Linked DNA regions of Zea mays: region 1 is linked to region 2. A link is a contact called in public Hi-C data. All regions are on one chromosome and are shown on one strand. Each heading gives the region's core, a stretch centred on a gene start, on an enhancer-like site or on the middle of the called end of the contact. The rest is flanking DNA. Distances are from core to core; before and after follow the strand shown.

The links. Hi-C and Micro-C count contacts between places; a contact is called where the count stands out from the background.
Region 1: a Hi-C map of leaf shows a contact between it and region 2, with 2.1 times the contacts expected there. The contact joins the enhancer-like site here to the promoter of LOC100284378 in region 2. A contact is called at or near these places in 4 of 25 Hi-C or Micro-C datasets (ear, leaf and tassel).

Annotation. Positions count from the first base shown.
Region 1 is chr9:88,174,402-88,181,843 of Zm-B73-REFERENCE-NAM-5.0, forward strand. No RefSeq gene overlaps it. Among protein-coding and RNA genes, the nearest start is that of LOC100284378, 140 kb to the left of the region's middle. Within about 2 kb of position 1,975, at least 3 of the 20 cell types and tissues checked have an H3K27ac peak or open chromatin away from gene starts, as enhancers often do. A contact at or near this core is called in leaf, where this site is marked.
Region 2 is chr9:88,031,088-88,038,058 of Zm-B73-REFERENCE-NAM-5.0, forward strand. It overlaps LOC100284378 (peptide transporter PTR2), which reads right to left and starts at 2,568. Exons shown (of 4, transcript NM_001157273.2): 1 at 2,420-2,568; 2 at 2,149-2,257; 3 at 636-853. The coding sequence starts at 2,422.

The DNA.
Region 1 (7,442 bases), core at 725-3,224, 140 kb after region 2:
AAAGCAGCCTTTGTCGAGTGTCAAACGCTCGGCGAAATGTAACTCTCCGCAAAGGGTCGTCAACAGCCGTCTATAGCTGACGACCGTTAACTTTGCCGAGCGCCAGGCATTGGCTCTCAGCAAAGAATCTATCTTGCCGAGTGTCGCACGACTGACACTCGACAAAGAATACTTTGCTGAGTGTCTTCCTTTGACACTTGGCAAAGTATATTTTCAATTTTTTCCCACCAAACGTTTTTTGGTTTGTTGCTACACTATGTATTATAACATTTGGATGAAATATTACAGGCCCAACTAGAAGAAGAGAGGAGGGAACGACAGGAGATGGAGTCGAGGATGATGGCGGAGTGGGAGGCGGAGCGGGTGGCCCGCTTGGCAGATCAGCAGAGAATGACGGAGATGTTCCAGTACATGCAGAGCCTTGACGCTGCACAGGGTTTTGCTCCACCACCTCCGTTGTTCCCTCTAGTTGACCCTGCTCAGTTCCATACTCCTGTGAGTATCAAAATTTTAGTGTTGCATGATATATATTCATATGGTATAACACATGCAATCTCTTCTCTGTGCAAAGATAATATGCGGTATCCAACAACCCTCATAGATTGTCGAGCCCATCGCCGCACCAGTCCAGCCGCCCACCTCGCTGATGATCTTCTCTTAGTGGTGATTGTGAGACTTGTGTGACAAACTTGGTCTGAACTTGTGTTTGTGAAAAACTTATGTTTGAGAGTTGGTCAACTTAAATTGGTGAAACTTGGTATGAACATAGACATGTTTGTGAAAAACTGGTGAGATTTGTGTTTTTTGTGAGATATGTTGTCTCTATTATGTATGTGATGATTCTGTGAACTTTGTGATGTATATGTGATATATGTTTTGTTTGTTTGGATGGAATAATAAAAACAAATAAAAAGCGTTTTTGGTCACTTTGCCGAGTGTAAGGCAAAGAGTTCCTTTACCGAGTGCAGTGGCTAAACCAATCGGCAAAGAAGGCACACCTATGAACCGGTAAAGTTTCTTTGTCGAGTGTTGTGACCTTGACACTTGGCAAAGAAGCAAGCTTTGCCGAGTGCCTTCTATTGCACTCGACAAAGGAAATGACAAAGTGACGCGCTGGTGATCCTTTGTCGAGTGCCACCTAATACTCTTGGCAAAGGATCTGGCAAAGGGCCCCATGGAGAGCTTCTTTGCCGAGCGTCAACACTCGACAAAGAGTGAGCCTTTGCCGAGTGTCACGGTGGCAGTCAGCAAAGTCTCCGTCGCCGTCATCAGGCGCCGTGATGGCGACTTTTCTTTGTTGAGAGTCACGTGGCACTCGGCAAAGTCTTTGTCGAGTGCTCGACAAAAAAGTATTCGGCAAAAAGCCGTTGTCGATGTACAGTTCATCGAGATTTTTTTTGTCGAGTGTCACACTCGGCAAAGACTTCGCCGAGTGTTTTCCAAGTTTTATCGAGTGCTTCAGACACGCGACAAAACAGTTGTGTCCGATAGTCAGACCAGAAAGGGTCTGTCCTCTTTCCTTCTCTAGGGACCTGTCATGTATAAATATGTTCTAAGATTTATTAATAAAAGTTGATAGTATATTTTACACTATAATTCTTTGCCAAAACTACTCCTAATATAACACATTCTATATGTACGAGCCCAAAATAGCAAAACTTATAAATTTGTCCTAGCACGTACGTAGTGCATATACACACATGCAAAACTCTAGAGTTTTCTTCTAAACACACCTTGCTGGTTTGGTGGCATGCTAGATGTGATATTGACCGATGGACCGCATCGCTCGATCGACCTTGGTCGATCCGTTTCCCTCTGCCGGTCAGCTGGGTATCGATTCCTCTCATGGACTACCACATCTCTGTTCAGTGGCGCTCAACCGAGACAACAATCAACCGTAGCCCATGCGTCAGTACTGCTTGCTGGTCCAAAAAGTATATATAAAGTGCTGGCTCTCGGACTCGGTCGTGATTCCGGTATCTCCATCATTTAAATATGTCCTTGACAAGATAACTTATTACATACTAGTACTAGGGTTGGTACCTAGTGTAGAAAATGCGTAATTTCTATCCGGTCATCATCAGTGCAGTTACTCTAATATTTCTTTTTTTTTATCTATATCGATATTTTTTCTCTCTCACCCTACATGGCAATTGGAACATCTTCTATATGCATTTATTGGATCCTTAAGGCCTTGTTCGTTTGTCCAGGATTGGACCAGAAATTATTCCAGGTGATCAAAACTTATATAAATTAGAGAAACAAATCGACTAGAAATTGTTCCATGCCTTCGTTCCGGAAAAAACAAACGGCCTCTAAATGTTACTACACAGTTCTTCTCGAATATTTATCGTCCGCTAGCTTATTTTTGAAATAAACAACGGGGAAGTATGAGACTATTTGTAGATCCCACATCTCACAACATCAATTAATCTTGATGTTGACTTTCAACTGTTGATTTTATTGTATTTTCTATAACTATTAAAATCCTGAAGCTTTTATTCAAAACATCCCTTTTTGCTTCATAGAAAAATAAGGATTTCATTCGACAACTTGTGTTTTTTTCATAAGATAAAGATAATATCAACAAATACCATTTTCCTTGATCAAAGAATATGCTAGTCAGGTGGGCAATTCCTTTTTATATATTCCTAAATTATAGGCAATCTAGGCGTTACTTCCCGCAAAGAGAGTATGTTCTAGATGTCCATCAGATCCAAAGAATTTAGGAAACCTAACTACCTTATAATTATAAATTAAGCTACAATAAAACTCTTACATGCCATAAAGTATTGCATGGTCCTCTTAGTGTGGCCATGCTCTATTTTTTTTTGGACCCCATGTTTTGCTCGATTGTGGTCGATTATACTAAAGTTAGAACAGTGGAGAAACTACGGGACTTGTCCTCCTCTTGTCCATACTTAGGAGAATATAATCTTCTTTTCGATAAGCCTGTAAATGGAACGAATAAGTGCATACGGTTCTATTCCCACATCATTCTTTTAAGGATTAGTAGTATATATGTCTGTGCTAATGCAACAAAGAAAGTCAGAATATGATTTTTTTTAACAAAAGAGAAAAATAATAATATCAACAGTTGAAAAATGTAAGATTAACATAGAGAAAAGACCCTAAAGGTGTCTTATACGGTTCATGTTGACTATATATATATATATATATATATATATATATATATATATATATATATATATATATATATATATATATATATATATATATATATATATATATATATATATATATATATATATATATATATATATATATATATATATATATATATATATATATATATATATAGCAATCACTACTACAGTAAACCTCTATACAGGCGGTCCAGTTAGCCTCTACACAGGCGGTTCCAGGAACCGCTTATGGTGCACCGTCTGTGATGTAAAACAACATCATAGGCGGTCAATTAAAAACCGCTTATGATAGACACACATCACAGACGGTCCAGTCTAAAGGAACTGCCTGTGATAGACACATATCACAGTCGGTTTCTAATTCTAGCCGCTTGTGTTAGCCACACATCACAGGCGGTTTCTAATCCTAGCCGCTTGTGTTAGACACATACCACAGACGGTTTTAAATATAGGTCTGACTGTATTTCAATATACAGATTCCAGATTCATAGGCAGATTCCAGATTCATATACAGAATTAATAACAGATTCATACACAGATTCATACACATATATGTTGCATAACAAGTTCCATACACAGATTCATACACATATCAAGTTCCATATCGTATTGTTTAGGACTAAACATCAACAACCCCTTGACTGGTCGCTATCATACTCAATTCCAAAATATTTTTCCAATATGTCGGCTTGAGTAAGGAGATCTGGGCTTGGTAGTTCCTCCAAATCATCTGTAGCTTCATCATCTTCAGCATATTGCAGGGCTTCATCTTGAATAATTTTAGCTCTCTTGGAGTCAGCATACTTTTTGATGGACAGAGCACACTTTTCAAGCATGTCGCATACATCTCCAATTTGAAACAAAGTGGTCTTAAGTGTGTACACTGATTCCGGTTCACTAGTATCCACAACCCCATCAGTCACTAGACTGCGAATGATGTCGACATGTGTCTCGATGACTCGAACTGAGCTCTCAACCATGTCAAGTGGCTCTTTTTCCATCTCTGAAACTGAAAATGACCAAGTCTCACAATCAAAATTGAGATCGCAATAAAGGCAGGGATCAGAGGGAAAACAAGGATGGCTTATAGGGCAAAAAGAGGGGTCCAAATAACACTGTCATGGCTATGAACAAGTCAAAGAAGGGAGATAAGAACAAGTCTTTTGATGAGCTACTGCTAGAGCAGTGCCCTTACCACCCACATCATAATGACTCTATCATGGATGTAAGCAACCCAGAAATCATGGTTTTGTCTTGACTCTGAAATAAGATAATAAAGACAAAAAATGTAGACGAAGAACATGACCAATACAATTAGGACAATGGAGACTTCCAACGAGCTACAAATATGGTAAAACTTGTCTTTGTAGGAGTAGCTCCTCAATGTCTAAGAGATAGACTAAACTTACTATCTACGAGATTATGACTATCAAACCCACAACTTCGACCAAATTGTGGTGGTCCAAGGTCCCAATCTAGTTCATGAGGTTAGATTAGTGGACAAGCTTCTCCAATCTAGGGTGTAGTCCTGAACCTAGTGGTTGCAGGAGTTCAACTCACCAAGGTTCTCATCGATGGAAGTAAGGGGGTTAAATTTCATCTTTGTGAGCATGCTAAAGAGGATGTGACAACCATACGGCGGCGCTCGGCCTCGGGCTCTTACCAAATCGACGGCATGCATGGAGAGGGAGGGTGCTCTTACCAAAGTGATCTTACCACGGTGGTCGGGGACGGCGGCGCTTGGGCTCGGGGACGACGGCGCTCGGCCTCGGGGACGGTGGCGCTCGGCCTCGGGCTCGGGGACGACGGCGCTCGGCCTCGGGCTCGGGGATGGCGGCGCAACACCTGTGTCAGCTCGGGCGGGAGTTAGCTAGGGTTTCGGCCGGAAGCAGCAAGCCTTTTATACTGTACACATATCGCAGGCGGATTTTTAGAAAAACCGCTTGTGATATATAACATCACATGCGCTTTTTAATTCCGACCACCTGTGATAGATTAACTTCACACGCGGTCGGAATTAAAAAGCGCCTGTGATGTTATATATCACAAGCGGTCTTTCTAAAAATCCGCCTGCGATGTGTGACGTACCGGTTCAAAGATTTCGGAGATCTAATCCGGACCGTCCAGGAGGGATCCGATGGCCCAAGATTCGCGGTACCCCTTCGGTGTACACATTTACATAAGAAACCCCTTGTTTTCGTAGAATAAACCCGCATTCCAACTAGCAGTGTTCCCTGTGTCTTAGGATTATTACCCTGAGGCCCCTGGATTTCTTTGGAATTGAGGCCCAGTCCAGAATGGTATTTAACCCGAGAATTTAAATTATAAAATGGATTTTTAATATATAAATAAGTACTAGAACTTGTAAAATTCATAGAAATTTTATTTTTAATCAAAATCAATCCATTCCAGTTTCTAAATCTTTGTAATATTATTAGCTATCACTTAGAGTCTCTGTTTTGTCATGAAAACAGTAATAAAAATAATTTCAGTAATTAATCGCTTGAAACGTTTGTTCTCAAATCCTAGCAGGGAGGCTGAGCTTATGCGTTGGCATTCTGAAAATCGCAAGCAGAGTAACAAACAGATTTGACACCCTGCTGATGCATCACAATGGAAAAATTTCGATCTTATGTATCCTGAGTTTGCCAAAGAAACCAGAAATGTAAGATTTGCTTTGGGTACAAACGGAATGAATCCATTTAGTGAAAAAAGAAGTGTACCTAAACATGAGGGTAAACTATGTGAGAGAGAGAGAATGGGTAGTAAAACTTTTTGCGTTGAGGATTACAAGCTAGTACATTGTGCTCATGGTAGTGTACTACAACATCTCACGATAGCCGAGCCTTACATAGAGGAACACCTGGATGAGCTTCGTTTCAGAACCGCACAGAGGACTGGATCATGAGGAAATATGGGAACTCTTTGGACTGACATCGTTTCAGCGAATGGTTAATGGACAAAAACATCCCATTCGGAGACTCTTTGGAAGACCACATATCGATGTGTTCGTATCGATGCTTTTGACCTACAGGGACAGAAGACCACATATTTTGGATTCATAGAGGAAATATGGGAACTTGATTATGGACCAAACATGAAAATACCCTTATTTAAGTGCCAATGAGTACAACATCCCGTGGGGGTGACAGTGGATAACTATGGACTCAAACTGGTAGACTTAAAGAAAGTAGGATATAAAGATGACCCGTGGGTTCTCGCCGAATGTATTGCACAATTGTTCTATGTACTCGATCCAGCAGATGAGAAGATGCATGTAGTTATTTATGGAAAGCAAAAAATTGTTGGAGTTGAGAATGTGGGAGACGGAGATGAGGAATACAATAAGTATGAAGAGATGTTCGTCTTTAATGGTCCAAAGAGAATCAAGCATGTGAAAAAGAAAATTGATAAGAACTTAAAGCCATACATGCGGAAAAATGGTAGTTCATGAAAAATTGTATGAATCAAATTGTATTTATTAGCATGTATGATCGACTATGCATTGTGGTTGCCAATTAATTTAAAATCTCACTAGTTATCTATGCGTGCTATTAAAATTCATTTAAATTGTATTTGCATATTTCTGTTAAAAATTAAAATATTAATTCATTTAAATTGTATTTGCATATTTCTGTTAAAAATTAAAATATTAATATGGTAATCAAATCACAATAATCAAATCACAATCACAGGCAGTTTTTTCAATACGGTCCGTTTGTGAAAAGAATAGAGCACCACAAGCGGTCCGAATCAAAAACCGCTTGTGATACTAATACATCATAGGCGGTCCGAATAGCCTAGGACATCCCTGGCGGTTTTCTAACCGAACCGCCTATGATGTAAAAAGCCTACCGCTTGTATAAAGCCAAATTGTACTAGTGAATTACACTTAAAGAACTCAGACAATTTAATTATCAAGACATCCATTGTTGGGGAGAAGTCTTTACCGAAGGTCCTCAAAATAATGGGTTCTATCGCTTAAATTTTGTTTAAGAAACTGTTGGGGGCCTTTGTCTTACGAAGGTCTTCAAAAACACGGCTAATAATTTGTTATAAGCATATTATTGGTCACTTGTTTTCAATTGCCGTGAATCAAGAGCAAGGCAACACATTTGTTATACATTAAAGAACTTCGTCCCTCGAAGCATTACTCCCTCCCGGGTATAATGATTCTTAGGCGAAGGTTATAAAGGACAAGTCCTCATTATCCACAGATATATAAACATAATTACAAAGGCTATATAATGTCACATATTTACTTCATAATAAATG
Region 2 (6,971 bases), core at 1,318-3,817:
AAAATCGTGTAAAGACAGGCTATTCGCGAAGAGATTGTCTGTTGTTCAGCTATATTAAATGGAATTGCACATGCCCTAACATAATTGCTACCATTAATCATTGTCCCATTATTAGCCCTTAACCCAAATATGTGGATGAGCTTGCACCTAGCATATACATATTGCTGCTGTGGTCAGCTATATGGATCGCAATTGACCTGATGCATGACTACCTCGATGAGCAGCAAACTAGCTAGCTAGGCTAGAAAAGGGTGATAACACGCAAACTAAAACATCCATCCCACCCTCTTACGTTGGTGAGGATGAGATTATATATTAGTGGTGAAAATGATTCGTCATAAGAACTGCTAGGGAACGTTCTCTAGGCCGGGCTGGAGAAAGAAAAAGTCAAGCGCTTACGTGGCCGCACAGCTTGGCCGCTCGGAGATTCCTTACCATAGCACCTGAATTTGTCGATATATATAGGATAGGAGGAGGAACGGGGCACGCGTACGCGCGCATTATTGTCTACTTTGGTACGTACGACCATCCCACTCCCATGACGTGATACAGGATAGGAGGAACTTGCATGACACCATGAGTGATACAACAAGAGATGGGTATTTTTGGCGCGTAGTAGTGCGGTGCGTACGTACCATGAGCTCGATGAAGGCGCTGGCGATGTAGATGGTGTAGGTGGTGAAGAAGGCGTCGGAGAGGAAGCCGCCGAGGAGCGCGAGCAGGAAGGCCGTGCCCATGAAGTTGGTGACCGCCGTGGCCGACTGCGACGGCGAGTAGTGCATGAACCCCATCAGGTAGGTCACCAGGTTGCTGGCGTTCGCCAGGAACGCCAGGTTCTCCAGCACCTCCACCACTGTACATGTGCGTCGACCGGTTGATCAGTTTGAAATATCAGCGGGGAAAGGAAATAGTTCAAACCACTCCCTAATTAATCATATTCTCTGTAAAGGCACATAGCTTTTTTTTCGCGTCAAATTTTAATCGGTCGTAAACGTCTCCCCATGATGTGCGCGGGCTGTGGTGCCGTTCCCGATGCGTACCGGCCGGCCGGCCATGTTTACACCGCGACGCGACCTCTTTGTGCCTTGCGATTCGTGCCGCGCTTTTTAATGCGGGCTTTGGGCAGCACGACGGCCTCCCTCAACCCCACCCATCCAACAAGTCCAACCAACCGCCCTCGCTCGTCATCAGATCAGAGGAGAGAGAAAACGGACTAGTTCGCTCTCATCAGGATCCGTGACGACGACAGCACTCGTTTCCCCGTCGCACATGCAACCGTCCGCTGAGAAGAACTTGTCTGCAGCGAGAGGCGCCTTCCAGATCGGCGGACAGGAACCCATATCCTCGGAACGAGGGCACAGGGCAGCTACCAGCTCAGCTCCCAGGACGCGACTGTGCTCTGTTCTGTTCGAGCGGTGGTGCGTGCGTGCGAGCAGCGGGAGAGGAATCCACCAGCACCAGCTGCACCCCCCACGGGTCGGGTCATGCGGATGCAGTGCGTGCAAGTTGGTTTGCTTTTCTGGGGCGCAATTGGGGCCAAAGGCGCCGAATTCTCCGGGCAAGTTGCAGGCGAAGGGGTGGGGAGCGAGCAGGAACTGTATGTGAAAGGGAGCGAAAGGAGGGGGGAAATGGAAGGCCACTGGTAGCAAAAGGAGGGAGAGAGGGGAGCCAGCCAGCGACCGCGAAAGGGTCTCGAGCACCACCTGTCGGACGTACGAAAGCAGGAGAGGAAGGATGGAAAGGCTGCGAGGTGATCGGGGGAAAGGAGGAGCACGGGCACGGGCGGAGAAGAAACTAAAAAAAAAAGCAGAGGGAATGGAAGCCAAAGGCGCGCGCCTTTGGCTTAATTTTCAGTTCTGCTCTGCGCTGCGCTGCGCAGGCCACCAGGAGGCGAGGGACGAGGAGGCTCCTCCTCCGTGCATGGATTGGACACCCACACCACCAGTGCCCTATTCGATCCGTCCGTCGTGCAGGCCTTCGCTCGTGCTGCGCTGCCTTTTCCACGGCCCCAGCCCCAATCCCATCCAGCAGGTCTCCTGCTGCCTGCCGGGCACCGGCCGCAACCAACACAACGGAGCTCTAGTTTTCCAGAAGAAGAATAACCCAGATGGATGGAGGCAGGCAGGCAGGCAGTGATCGATCGCTTACCGAGGACGAAGGAGGCGGCGGCCATGCCGCCGTGCCGGGACCTGGTCGCCGGCCGGTTCCTCCAGTCCACGTACCCCTCCCACGGCTCCGCACCCGGCGCGACGTCCTCCTGCAACGAATCACCGCCAACACGACCAGGTACGGCCGGCCGAGAACGTACTCCACCGATCAGCAACGAGACGGTGGTGGAGGTAGTAGGGTAGCAGACAAATGCCCAGCGACGACGGGCAAGACGACCAAGGAAGATGTGTAGTCGGTAGTAGTAGCTCACCATGATGGTGCCCGGCCGCAAGCTGCTGCTCGCCCTCTCCGTACGTGCTCTGAAACGCGCACGGGCAGAGGAAGACGAGGGAGGCAGAGCAGGAGATCCCGTTTGAGTTCACTACTTGTGCGACTGCGTGCCCGACGCGAGAGAGAGTCAGAGAGAGCTGGGCAGCCGTGGGCTGGTGGTGTATTTAAAAGTGTGGAGGAGAGAGAAGGGCAGAGAGAGAGAGAGAGGAGGAGGAGGAGGAGGAGGAGGGGCCCGTCCCGTGCCGTCCCTTCCCTTCCCTGGGGCCGTGAGGTGCCCAGCACAGAACACAGGGCCGCTGAGAAGGACGCAACGCAGCAAGGGGTGCGGTGCGGTGCAGCCCTGGGTCGGGGATGTCAACTTCATAGAACCAAACCAAACCAGGGAGAAGGATGGGGGGCATGCGTATAGTATGTTTGTAAATATGCATGCCGTTGTGCTTTAATTGCATTTATTTCATTTCTTTTTGCCAAATCAAAAAAAGGCGAAAATCATCTGGTGTACGGCGGCAACGCTGCACTGCGCTGTTTCCTCACGCCGGCCCCAGTGTTGTTGTCCGTTTGTTTAGAATCAGTTGGGAGCTTTGTTTCTAGCTTCGGTTTCCACGTGAGTCTACTATCCATACATACCCTACCTATGTCACTGCAGTAAGAGTTGTTTTTTTCCTAACTCTCTTCCTCTGAATTAACTAAGGGATGGTAAAGCCATTTTTAAGCTCCGTCAGTCGTTCTAAGGTCCTCTTTGCATTCAATAGAGTCAGTAATAAATCTAAAAGTTAGCTGTTACTAATTATCTATTTTTAGATCTAAATGGTCTAACTAATATTAATTCCAGCTACTTATTAGCAAACTATCTCACTTGTTGGAGCAAAACAGCTAATAGTTTGCTTGCTAATATAAGTTACAAGCTATTAGCTTGGTAGTTATATATTAGCAGATAGTGCATCCAAAACAAGATCTAAATTATTGTTAGATATATACTATCCATGCTTTCTTTGCATGCCAAAACTGTAAAAAAAAAAGACAACTAGTGTCGGCGTTTCGACCCCGGGGTCCCTAGACCGACAAGTAAAATTGTCGCTACGTGTCCCAGCCCAGATGGGTTGGCGCGAGATGGAACACAAGGGGGAAGAACGCGGCTCGTGTTATCCTGCGCCAGGGGGATGCGCTTGCAGTAGGGGTTACAAGCGTTCGCGAGGGAGAGAGAGCGAGCCTGTTCGTCAGCCCGTCCTCCCGCGCGACCACCCTCCCGCATGAGGGCCCTGGACCTTCCTTTTATAGATGCAAGGAGAGGGTCCAGGTGTACAATGGGGGTGTAGCTATGCGCTAACGTGTCCGGCAGAGAGGTGCCAGAGCCCTGTGTACATGCCAACGTGGCTGTCGGAGAGGTGCTAGAGCCCTGTGTACGTGGTGTTGTGGCCGTCGGAGGAGCGCTGGAGCCCTATAGAAGCACAGTTGTCGGGGCTGCTGGGACCTTGCTGACGTCTCCTTGCTTCCGTAGGGGGCTAAGAACCGCCGTCGTCATGGACGCACGCGGGGAGCCATCATTACTTGTTACCGGGGCGAGCCTGGATGGGACGCCGGTCTTGTTCCCTCGTAGCCTGAGCTAGCTAGGGGTAGGGTAATGATGTATCCCCTGTGGCGCGGTCGGTCCGAGCCCAAGGTCGGGCAAGGCGGAGACTCCTCCTGAGGCCGAGGTCGGGCGAGGACGCGATTCCTCCCGAGGTCGAGGTCGAGGCCGAGCCCTGGGGTCGGGCGAGGCGGAGACCACCTTCCGAGGCCGAGGGTGAGGCCGAGCCCTGGGGTCAGGCAAGGCGGAGACCACCTTCCGATGCCGAGGGCGAGGCCGAGCCCTGGGGTCGGGCGAGGCGGAGACCTCCTCCTGAGGCCGAGGCCCAAGGTCGGGTGAGGCGGAGCTTCCTGTTGCGCCTGAGGCTGGACTTAGCTGTTGTCAGCCTCACCCTGGCGCGCGGGTGGCACAACAGTCGGAGAGGGGCGAGTGGCGTTGTTTTCCTGTCAGGTCGGTCAGTGGAAGGGCGAAGTGACTGCGGTCACTTCGACCTTGCCGACTGAGGCACGTGTGTCAGGATAAGGTGTCAGGCGCTCCTCGCATTGAATGCGCCTGCGATACGGTCGGTTGGTGAAGGCGAGTTGGCCAAGGTTGCTTCACAACGAAGCCTGCCCGAGCTGGGCTTCGGGCGAGTCGAGGGCGCGCCCGTTGCTTGAGAAGGCCCTCGGGCGAGGCGTGAATTCGCCTGGGACTACTGTTCCCGCCCGAGGCTGGGCTCGGGCGAGGCGAGATCGCGTCCCTTGAGTAGACAAAGCCTTGACCTGAATCGTGCCCATCAGTCTCTACAGCTTGCGCTGATGGTGGTTACCAGCCGTGTTTAGGAGTGTTGGGGGTACCCCTAATTACGGTACCCGACAGTAGCCACTGAGCCTCAAAGGGAGTGTTGGTACTCGCTTGGAGGCTTTGCCGCACTTTTTTGCGAGGGGACCGGCCCTTCTCGGTTACACTTTGTTCCGGTGGGTGCGCGCGAGCGCACCCGCCGGGTGTAGCCCCCGAGGCCTCGGAGGAGTGGTTTGACTCCTCTGAGGTCTTAATGCCTTTCGTGATGCCTCGGTCGGTCTGGTTGTTCCCTCATGCGATCTGATCGTAGCCTGGGTGCATGGTCAGGTTCCGAGTTTTCAGGCTGCTTTGTTGACGCTGTCAACGGTTTGGCCGTAGCCGGGTTTGCGAGAGCAGCCCCCGAGCCTCTGCACGGAGCGAGAGGACGATCAAGGACTGTCTCGACTTTTATTATACTCCCCTTCGTCGCCTTTCCGCAAGGAGGAAGGGGGGGAAGCGCCATGTTGCCCTCGGAGGGCGCCGAACATGGTGTCTCCAGTGAGTTGCTAACGGGTGATCCGAGTGGACGCTCGTGCCCCGTTCAATAAGAGTCGGCTAGTGGCCCAGAGGCGCACTCCAAAAGTACCTGCAGGTGATTTGCCGGACCCGGTCCCGTTCGATAGGGTCCGAGGGCTCGATGCCTCCCTCTGATGGGATTTCGTTACAAAATCGCTCCTGCTGGTCTCGGAAATGTCCTAGGGTACCTCGGGAGCGTAGCTCGAGCCTCGGCCATGTAACGGACGTACCCAGAGTCATCCTTCGCTCTGCGTGCTCTGAGGCGGCTGTCGAACCCTTCTGAGGGGCCAGCCTTCGAACCCCTGATCAGTAGTGGGCGCGGAGCCCGGGTGCTCTAGGGCGGCTGTTGAACCCTTTCGAGGGGCCAGCCTTCGAACCCCTGATCAGTAATGAGCTTGAAGCCCGAGTGCTCTGGGGTGGCCGTCGAACCCTTCTGAGGGGCCAGCCTTCGAACCCCTGATCAGTAGGAGGGCTCGGGGCCCACTTCCTTCGCGGAGAAGGATCCCTTTCGAAATACCCCCTTTGCCGGTCCCTGTATCAAGAGAGAGAAAGGGGAAGAAGAAAAGGATATGAATTTTAAACGGTGTGGCGCACCTTTTTTGACGCGGTCATCATGGCGGAGGTGAAACGACGCCTGCTTCGCCTGCCAAAGGTGGTGCTTGCCCTACCGAGGAGTTAATGCGACGGGACGGGCGGTTCGCGGGGCGGCCGTTGCGCGTGCGCGAGTCATTCGAGGAACGGAACACGGGCGCGTCGTCTTCACGCCGTGGGAGAGGGCTCCCCTGCTGCCCAGAAGGGGACGTGAGCCTGCATACGATTTGACTGCTGCTTTCGCTCGCCTGCTGCCGCCATTACTGTCGGCCCACTTTTGGCCATATCGACCGTCGCGCTTCCTCCCGCGGCTGACTGACCCATGATCGATGTGCTCGATTGGCACTGTTGGGCCACGCGTAGGCCTACCTCGAGTCGCGGCACTGGTTCTGCAGTCGAGAAGGCGTGGCATTAGCACAAGTGGCGGTGCAGTTTCTTGCATGTAGTAACCGGCGCGTCGGTTACATGACATGTGGGTCTGGGCCTCCATGCTGGATGCGACGAAGTCGAAGGGGTGCGCCCCCGTGGTGCGGTTGCACGCCACCTGCATGGCGGTCCGCCCTTTCAACCGCTGGTTTCGGCGAGGATGGAGGAGTGCTTGTAACCGCAGGGCGGTTACACGCTCCGTGTGCGGCAGTTTGGCTTCTTCCGTTTCGGGTCAGCTTGCATGACATGTGGGACCCAGCCCCCGTGTCGTAGGGGGAGGACCCTGGAGCACGTTGGTGAAGACTTTGTCCGTGACGCATGAGGACGCGAGTGGGGAGAGCCGCCTTAAAAAAGGGATCGACCCCCCGGGCGGTAGCCATGCCTTCGCACTCCCCTCATGCATTGCGCCCTTCCACCTTCCGAGCCCCCGGATGGGGAGCGCCCGCGTTGCCTTCGTCTTGTTGTTGGAGGAGCGCAACCTCACGGAGGTTGGCACCCTTCAGCCATCGCTTGGCTTCAAGGATTTTTATCAGGCAGCCCAGCTGCATTCCCTCACCAATGGTCACCCAGGATGGTGACCACCAGTTCGATGGTGGGGAGAAGCAAGCCGGGC